Regions from separate parts of the Capsicum annuum genome. Here region 1 is linked to region 2. Evidence: chromatin contacts called from public Hi-C data. All regions are on one chromosome and are shown on one strand. The core of a region is the stretch at or near the end of the contact, and the rest is flanking DNA. Distances in the headings are between cores, read along the strand shown.

Region 1 (5,050 bases), core at 1,426-3,925, 190 kb before region 2:
TCAATGAGACAATTTGCAGTTTATCATATACCGATAAGGTATCATAAACGTATGCTTAATTTTGATATATCAATTTTATTAAGGTAATTTTTGTGAAAATAATAACAAAAATGTGGTTCCTTCCTTTAAAAGAAAAAAACTACAAAAAAATTCAAAACATATTTTAATTTTTATATTATTTTTAGCCAGTCTTACTTGTGAAAATTATTTTAAAATAGAGTCATATTTTCATCGGTCTAGACATAATTAGATAATATTTATTTTTATATTTTATCTTTTAATATTTATAAAGAAAAAACAAAAAGAGACAAAATAAGTAAAGCATCAAAAAGAATTAAAGCTTTTGCAGTTTAAAGACAAATTAAATTAGGTAGATTGGAAATTGGATAAGCACTAGAAAGAAGCGGTGGTAATCAAAATTATGGTTGGATATGTGTGTAATAAATTTGGGTGTAATTAGTTCTAATATGGGAAACATGGGTAAATATTTGGTGTTTATGGATAGTTTGTGTAGCTTTTTTCTAATTTTATGATTTTAAATATATCGTGCGAATGTTAAAATTAAAAATTTGTTAAATCAGCAAAAAATATTTTTTTATAAACGAACTAAAAAGAATATAGAAAGAATAAATTAATTGACAAGCTTTAACATAAACCTTTTAGAGTGTGACTAATAGTTTCAAGTAATAAGGGAAACTTGCAAAATATAGATAAGCAAACTCACACGTCACAAGTAATAGGTGAAAATATGGCTTAAATATAGCAAATTAGTCCATTTTCCTACTTATAGGTTATCTAATTAAGTGATGCTAAATCATTGATTTGACATATAATCAAAAAGTCAAAACTACTATCCCATGTTCATTACAAGTAATTATGAAGTATCATTAGAGTCTTAACATCCTAAAAGGAGAATTCCTCTTGTACCAATTAAACATAATCATTTTGTTAAGTACTTATCCTTCATATATCATTCTTGAAAAGAATTCAAAACTTCAACTTTATGAATTTGAATTTTAAATTCTACCATTAAGATCAATTATTTATACTTCTAGTGGAATTTTTAGCACATAAAAAGAATTCGAGCTAAAATTACTGAATTCTGAAAGAGAGCGGCCACCAAAAGGTTTCTTCTCCCTCCAAATTATGATAGTCGTGATTGATTCGAGTATCTTATTTTTTTATTGTGTTGAATTTTCTTCGTCACGCGAATCTCATTAGTCTGATCAATAGATTTCGAATTCCAGCTGATTAAAGGGAAAACAAGTCTACTCAAAATGAAAAAAGAGAGAATCATAGATACCTCAATCATGAAAACTGATAAATGGCCAATCTTTTTATATTTTTTCCAGCTGAAAGGAACCCCAGATTGAAGCAAACAAATCATAGATTCCCATTGGTTTCTATTCAATGAATCTCCAACAAACATTAATCTCTTATTCCTCAGCTTTTCAAGTAACAATCTTGGTCTAAACCTGAAAATTTGATCACATAAACATGGTATTCAGAAAAAGAAAAAAAAGTTAAAGCTTTATCGATAATTCAATAATGATTTTTGTTTATTAATCCTTCCATTGTAACTTATTTATATGATTTTGACTTGATATGGAGTTAAAAAAAAAAAAATAGAAAATTAAGATATGTATAATGTACTCCCTCTGTTTTATATTTCTTAACTCATGTTAACCTAATACACCTTTAAGGGTTCAAGTATTTTTTATATAGGACCCAAGTAAAAAGACAAAGTAGAATTATTAAAACGTCGTTAATTTTGTGGCCTTTTAAACATATTGTGTAAAAAATAAAAATTAAAGAATTGTCAAAAAGAAAAGCAACATTCTTTCTTTTCTAAAGGTACTACTCTAAAAATGAAAGTAATAAAATAAAAATGAAAAAAAAAGTGACATTCTTTCTTTTTTAAAGATACTAAAAATGAAAGTAATAAAATAAATTAAAATGGATGGAGTAATTACTTGGGTAAAGAACAATCTCTAGGCTGCCACCTCCAATTCTGATACAAAGAATCCTTTCTTCCATTCTTCAAACAAGTAACTTGTTCTGTGAGAAACTTACATTCTTGTTCTTTATAAATTGGATGTGTAACATTATCATATACCCATTGACCTTTAAAAATATCACAACTTTCTGGTAGCAATTCAATTTTCTCCTCTGAATTTATCAAAATAGATGAACTTTTGCTATGTTCTCCTAGAATCTTGGAATTTTCTTGAACCCCATTTGATTTATTTGAAGAATTTTCAAGATTTTCTTGAATTTTGTGGTTTGAGAATTGGAATTGTGCAATGGACTTGATATCTTCACTGTACATGAAGAACCAAAAGAGGAATAATGAGGAAACTACTATGCATATAGGAAAATTGTTGAATTTGAAGCCATTTGTGAAATTTTGTTTCATGTTGAATAATTTCGAGAAGAGTGGCATTAGCTAATTTTGAGTCGGTGTGAATGCATGAAAATAGTATTTATGTATACAAAGAGAAAAAAGAGTGAAAGAAATACTAACGTGTGGATAAGTTTTGTCTTTTTCTGTTATTATTTTTTTTTAATTATTATTTTTGTTTAATGAGATTTTTGGTGAAGTGGGATTTTCTGCAAGAAATTGATTTGAGTATTGGTGATTGGGAAGCATGTCTTTCTCACCTTCTATCTGTTTATAACAACTTCCTTTGGTCCTGTAGGCCCCAACTCTAGAAAACTAACTACTGTTTTCTCTGTTGAAAAAAAAAAGAAAGAAAGAAAGAAAGAAAAAAAGAAGATATGGACTGTGGATTTCTGTTACACAATTTTTTGGATAAATTTGAAATTAAATAAACAGTTTGAAAGTAGCTCAAGCAGATATGTTGTCAATAATTTTTTGAAAACCTTGCAACGGTTTCATTAGATTTGCAATCAAACAGACAATTTGCAAGCAATTTACGCAAACAATTTCTAAAACATCTTGCAACAACTTTTTTTCTTTTATAAATATCCGTTCAAAATTTAATTCTTCATTGTTTATCAAAAAAATAAATAATTTTCTCTCTCTAGTGCATGTTTAGCTTGCTTTGCTAACGTGCGCATCCATGGTGAGACGAGGTCAGGGTCGACCACGTAAGAATAAGGGAGAAGCTCGAAAGATTACTGAATAGACTTATGAAGAAGCTCACTCTGTGGAACGAATAAGGACACAAGAATCCCTGACAGAAAGTACTAAAATAGAGGATACTCAACAAGACAACACAATTTTACCCACAGATCTAGCAAGGCAAAAATTGAAGGGAAAGGAAGTGATAGCACTTGTAGTGAAAGAGGAAGAATGATCGAGTTCAGTTGGACTGCAACAAAAGTTAAGTCTAAGTTCAAACAGGGGGGAATGCCCCCAATCGGACCAGGAGCAGGGGAATAGAAAAAGAGATGATACAAACTGGACTGGTTTATTCTCGCAGAATCAGATTGCTGATAATGGTATGGCTCTTACCTATATGGCTCCGGTGATACAAGAATAATCACGGATATGGGCTTATGAGAGTACGCATTGGACCCGAGACTTGGTGTGTGCAATTGAAGAGACAAAGAGGACTTAATTATGCACCAAAAATTGTCCATACACTACACTTGGACTACACTTCATAGGCGTCTTTTGTCTTCCCTTCATTAAGGGCTTGTTGGATATTTTACTTATGTTGTTATAAATCTATAAATATGCTAGTATTAGGTCTTTATTTCTTTAGTTGTTTATTGATATTGAAAGTTGTAACACTTGAACCAAACTCTCTCTAGTGTGAGGAGTGTACCACCTTAGTTTAGGGCTTGGGAAAGCCACCAAATCCGAAATGAGGGTGATGCTAGGGTGGAATCACTAGTATTGCCAAACATTGTTAGAAATCTTGGTGCTTGAGTGGTTCATGCCCTCTTGTGTCATTGTAAGAGTGTTGGTGTTGCCTATTACAAGTATTAAGGGTCTTAGTGTGTGACATACACTTAGGTTCTTAGTTCATGTGAGAGTTGATGTCTCACTTCCTATCCTTACACTTCTTGTAATCGTGTTTGTGTTCTTGTTCTAGTAAAGCCGTATATTGTTGTTATCTTCTTATTGTTGTCTTATCATCTCGTGTTCATTTTGTTGTTGGCTTTTTTTGATGTAAAATACACCTTGTATCATCTCGTTCTTGTGGTATTATTGTTGGCCGAGACTTGTTCCCCTTTTGGTCCTCGGTTTGTCTTGTGTTTTGTGTCTTGTTTTCGTGTTGTGGGTTGATTCTGTTATCATTTGGTATCAGAGATAAGGCTGGTTGTGTTCCTACACTACCAATCTTGGGCTCTCTAAGTCGAAATTTTTTTTTTTTTTAAAAAAGAGGTGTTAAAAAGCTGAAAATTCTAAAAAGAAGCAAATTTGTCCATTCTTGTTGTCTTGGCCAAAATTGTGTCTTGTTGTTGTTTTGGACGAGATTTTTGCCTAGTTTTCTTATGATTTTTGTGTGTTTTGTGTGTTCTAGTGTTAGATCTTTGTTTCCTAACACTAGAAGAGGTGTCTAAGGTCAAAAATCTCACAAAAAGAGTTGTGTTCTTGGCCGAGAAAGTTGTTGTTCTTGTTATCTTCTTGGCCGAGATTTGTTCTTTGAGTTTAGATCTAGGTATATTTCGTGAGTCTTAAGTGTTATTAGTGTTGGTTTGTTCTTCCCTAACACTAATAGAGTCAAGATATAAGTTGAACTCCTACTTGTGTTGTTGTTGTGCGGATTCAAAAGTTGGGCTGAATTGTTGTTGGTGTTGTTGTAGTGGATTCAAAATTTGAACATTTAAAGGTGTGTTATTGGTATTGTGGTTGTGGATTTGTGTTGAAAGAGGTGTTGTTGTTGTTGGGAGGTTCAACTTAAACCTTGGTCTTCAAATCTTGTTGAAGGTTCTTGGTGTTCTTGGCCAATCTTCATGTCTTGAGACAAGAAGAACCTTTAATAAGTAGTGTTTGATCTTAAGACCAAGTGGAAGAGTGTAGTCTTCTTGTTTTTCTTGAAACAAGTTCTAAGACTCTTACAAGAAAGGAAAGGGA
Region 2 (5,217 bases), core at 2,311-4,810:
AAAAATAAAAATCAAAGTAAAATAAAAAATAAAAAACATAAAAGTTGAACGATATGTTATTCATCATGAAGATCATTTATGTAGTTTACTTTTTTTATTAGGGCAATTAGTCCAAAAAAAAATATTAATTAGTAGGTAAAAAACTATTTTAAAGAATTTTTTTTATTTGAGACTAAAATTTGAAAGTCACTTTAATTTGCGTCTATTTTTTAAATTCATCCGGTTCTTCCTGTAGTATATAACTGTGCAGCTTCACTAAACTTTGCTAAGTTTCCAAAGGCAATTTCCCTTCGATTTATCACACGTTCTTTCCTTTTGTTTTAGAGTTTCATTTCTATAAAAATATGGTAATTTTATGATTAGAGGTGGATTTAGGATCCAGAGACTTCGGATGTTAAGTAGATTCATCGATCAAATTAATCAGAGACTTCAAATTCTAGATGCGCGCCAACTAATGGCTAAGGGATTCATTCGAACCTTTTCGGTGAAAAGTTATACTACTATTTATATTTGATTAAAATTACTTTCATGTATATATAGTAGATATTGAATCCCTTTGATTAATTCGCGTGTCTACCTCTTTCAATTTTGAACCCCCATTTTGGCTGCTTCGACTTTCTTTTATATTCTAAAAAGGAAAGTAAAAAAATATCGTTCAAAATTACAAAGGGTTATATGCATTGAGAAAACAACGGAGTGATGAGATTCCGATGATGACTGATAAAGAAATTCCACGAAGTGGACGACGAGAGAAGAAGTAAGAAGTGTGATGGGTTCATAGAGCCGGTTTAGAAAGAGGAATGGACAATTTTTTTACGTGTTCATCTTTTAATTTAAATAATAATTAATAAGAAATAAAAGAAAAGTCAAAGAAGAAACATAATTGAATAATTAATAAAACTTGTCAAAATTAAGTTGTCGGATAGAACAAAAATGAATTAATAAAGCTTGTCAAAATTAAGTTGCCAGTGGGTTTCAAATCCGTGCCCCTTTGGCAAAATAAAAGACCTTTGTCGCTAGCCCTGCAAACCACTTCCATTCTCTAGTGACAAGTTTATTATCTATACTATATACTTATATAAAGATTTTTCCTCGAAATTTGCGAGAGACGTGATATCTTCACGAATCTTATTAGATCCATCCCTAATTACAAATATATATTCAGTGAAATTTTATAAGCAAAATTTGAGGAGAGTTGAATGTGCGTAGAGGTAAAGAGTATTTCCGAAAGATTTTCGACTCAAATATAAGTAAGTCCAAGTACAAAGAAGAAAACATAGCAGTGCAAAACAATATATATCCATTCCTATCAAGGGTAAAATGGGAAACACACACATATATATAAAATACTTTTGATTTTAGAAGTTAAACGACTAAATTGAAACAATAATTTTTAGAAAGAAAATCAACCAATACAAAACGAAGAGAGTAACAAATAAAGCAATGCAAAGCCTAAATTTTTTATTTTTTTATTTTAAATATCAAAATAGTGTAATAACAACCACGAATAATAAATAGTAAAAACAAGAATTGTTATAATACGATCAGTACACGGACAAAAATTTCAATCAATCCTAACCCCTAAAAAACATGATAACCATCTACGATCCACTAACTCTCTACCTAAGTTCATGTCAATTTCAGAACTTGAGGCTATATTTTCTCTTTTATGTTAAGAACATTCGAAAACATATATGTAGACATCAATTTTACTTTGTTTACAATGTAAAAATTATTGTATGCAGCCGCTACCTCATAAGATCACTTCATGTACACAAAAATAATAAATAAAGTGAACAGTTGAACTACTTCTAAATTCGGTCCAAATGTTACTACTATCTTTTTTGTTCCAAATGATATGTTGCATTTAATAAATCTGAGGCAGTTATTATAGTTTATCAATCAACAAAAATTAAAGCTACCAAACATGGACTAGAAAGGTAAACAAAACAATAAAAGGAGTCAAGAGTATAATTCTAAGTTGTTAGAATTATTAAAATTTGTTCTCGTATCAAATTCTTAAAAAAGTATACTATTTTTTGAAGGATTTGACCACACCTATTAATATTTTTAAAGAATCTAAGCAATATATATATAGTTTTATTCTTCTCACCGTTAACAGGTCTCATCTTTATTTATATCAATAGACACAATCTTACTACTACAACAACATACCCAATATATTTTATAATTGAGGATAAAATATACACAATCCATGACTACCACATATGATTTTCCTATTTATGATTTCTGAATTCATTATTCAAAATGGTAGTATATTATATTAATTAATATCCACTCCAGAGAAAAAGCATAACTTTATTCCTACTTTGGTAAAACTTTGGTTTTAGAATCCCACTTTCATTACATTCTCAAAATTTTAAATAAAATAAAATATATAAAAAGAGAAAATAAAAGGCCTCTACCTCTTTCCCAATTCAGACAAAAGCTTTTCTTTTTCCCAATAAAAACGTTAAATTTTTGTTTTTGGAACCACAAAAAAAATAAAAAAATAAAGAAAAACACCAATAACACAGAGTCTCATGTAAAGAGTTTCAATAGCAATTGTCCGCCCCCGCTCCACCCCATCGCGTGTCAAATACTCTCTTTCTCGGTCGTACAATATACAAGGGCTCGTTTGGCATTGAAATTTGTGAAATTTGGAAAATATTTTTCATTTTTTAAGGGAAGTTTGGCGCTAAAATTATAAAAAGTCATATAAGTTTAATTTTTTGTTTTTAAAATTTTAAAGTAAAATTTGATAGTCCTCCCATTTTTATTTGTTCCAAACAACATGTTTAAAACACAAGATCACAAATGTTTGTTACTTTCTTAAATTATATCAAATTCAAATCATATAAATAAATTAAAACAAAAAGAATATTTGAAATTGATGTTTCTAGAAATAATATGTGCCATATAAGAATTTCAATTTTTTTTTTTAATTTAAAGTTGGAGGTAGATCTGTGCACTTATACGTATAATTTTAATGTCTCATATTTTGATATTTTCTCGATAAACTAATTCTATTTTTTTCACAAATTAAAGTTTATTGCATCTCTTTTAGAGGAATTGTGTTTAACTATGAATACACTATAATTATTTTTATTGCTTTGGAGTAAAAATTACTTTTTAATAGTATTTTTCAAATTCTAAAATTTAGCTTCAAATTAAATGATCCAAATTTTCATATTTTTATCTCCGAAGAAAATTTTCAAAATCCAACATAAAAAAAATTAAATATATTCATAGCCAAACTAACCACTAAATTCAAATGAGCGACTCCAAAATTCTTTTTTTTTGGTCAAATAACTATTTCACTATAATAATACTCCTCCCGCCCAACAATAGTATTGACTTGACACAAAAATAATACCTAAATAATAAAAATAATACGTAAATAATTTATTTTTATTATTTTTTAAATATAATAAAATTTATGTCTCAAATAATAAATAATAATAAAATAAATTATTTATTAATTTTTTAAATTAATATTATTAAATATTTTAAAAATATTATAGAAGTAATAGAAAACTACTAAGGTAGAATAATAATAATCCTATCCTAAGTATTAATAATAAATAATACACTCCGCATCTACTCATAATCGCTACTTCAAAAAAACAAAAACAAAAAAAAAACTTTGAATTCTCCATTATTCTGTCATTTTTGACTTCCACAGTACCCATCCTTCGCCGGTAATTCCACAAATTCACCGAATTTTCATTTTCCGGCCACCGGAATCATGCCGGAGCTAATTCAAGCTAAACAAGTCTACGCGCCGCCGCCCCAGCCGCCGCCGCCGACGAGAACATTACAAATTTGGAAATCGCTATTAAATTGGCTCGCTTTCTTCTTCCAGATCTTTATCCAGATCCTTAAAGGAACGCCTTTCGTAACTCAAGTTCTCTCCTATTTTGGCCTACGTAATAGTAGTTCTCTTCTCTCTTCTTCTCCGCAGTTTAAACCGTTGCCGGATGTTGAGCTGCCGGAGGAGGAAGAATCTCCACCGTCAGCCGTCGCTCTGTCGGCTCTGAAAATCAACGGCGGAAGTGTACCGATTAGTGTTGAAGAGGAACGTTTAAAGAGGCTAACGGTAAAGCTTTAGACCTTTAATATTTACTGATATTGATAATGTTTCTGTTTTAAAATAAAATAGTTGTCGTATTTTGCTTTTCTAGAGTTAATTTAACTACTTTTCAAAGCTGAATTAGATCACAGTAAATGTTGATAATACCTCTGTTGGAAAATAGTTGTTATGTTTTGCTTCTCGAGAGTCTGAGTTAACTAATTTTCAAAGCTAAATTAGATTACAGTAAAGTTTAACATTTACTGATGTTGATAATACCTCTGTTCTGAAATAGTTGTCGCGTTTTGCTTTTCCAGAGTTAATTTAACTAATTTTTAAAGCTGAATTAGATCACAGTAAAAGCGTTGATAATACATCTGTTCGAAAATAGTTTGTTATGTTTTGCTTCTCGAGAGTTGAGCTAACTAATTTTCTGATGTGCCTCAAGTTATACAAACTTATTCCAGGAGGCAAAATAAACAATAATAAGACTTAGTATAAGTTATACAAACTTATTTCAGGGTGTTTTTTTCTGTAGAAAAAGGGGCAGGGCAGTAGAAGAAGGTATTCAGAAAAAAAGGAAAAGGGAATTCTGGAGTGTTCTAGCCTCGAATGTCTAGGAATGTCGAAATCTGTGTAATCTTAGTATTATGTATTCTATAACTGAATTTCATTCATGTCTTAGGTTGTATTTTAAGGTGTTAGCAGTTTCCAAGAGGCTGTTTCGGAATTCTGGTTAAAATATCACTGTATTTAGTGTAAAAGTTAGTATTTGTTCCTTTATTTACTGTTTCCGACAGAAAAATCTATCATTTTCTAAATTAGATTATGGTAAAGTTTTATAGATCTTAATATTAACTGATGTTGATATTCTCTCTGTTACAAAATAGTTGTGTTTTGCTTCACGAGAGTCAATTTAACTATTTTTTAGAGCTAAATTAGATCACGGTAAAGTTAATATTTACTGATGTTGATACTCCCTCCTTTCCAAATAGTTGTCTCGTTTCGTCTTTCGAGAGTCAATTTAACTAATTTTCAAAGCTAAATTAGATTATGATAAAGATTTCTACACCTTAATATTTACTGATGTTGATAATGCCCCTGGCCCTCTATTATAAAATAGTTGTCGAGTTTTGCTTCTCACG

What was found. Hi-C and Micro-C count contacts between places; a contact is called where the count stands out from the background.
Region 1: a Hi-C map of placenta shows a contact between it and region 2, with 3 times the contacts expected there. The contact joins the promoter of LOC107872623 here to the promoter of LOC107871113 in region 2. A contact is called at or near these places in 2 of 5 Hi-C or Micro-C datasets (leaf and placenta).

The regions. Positions count from the first base shown.
Region 1 is chr5:203,519,112-203,524,161 of UCD10Xv1.1, reverse strand. LOC107872623 (xylan O-acetyltransferase 1) reads right to left here and starts at 2,675. Exons shown (of 5, transcript XM_016719259.2): 1 at 1,974-2,675; 2 at 1,304-1,475. The coding sequence starts at 2,443.
Region 2 is chr5:203,331,172-203,336,388 of UCD10Xv1.1, reverse strand. LOC107871113 (carboxy-terminal domain RNA polymerase II polypeptide A small phosphatase 1) reads left to right here and starts at 3,560. Exons shown (of 6, transcript XM_016717914.2): 1 at 3,560-4,099. The coding sequence starts at 3,749.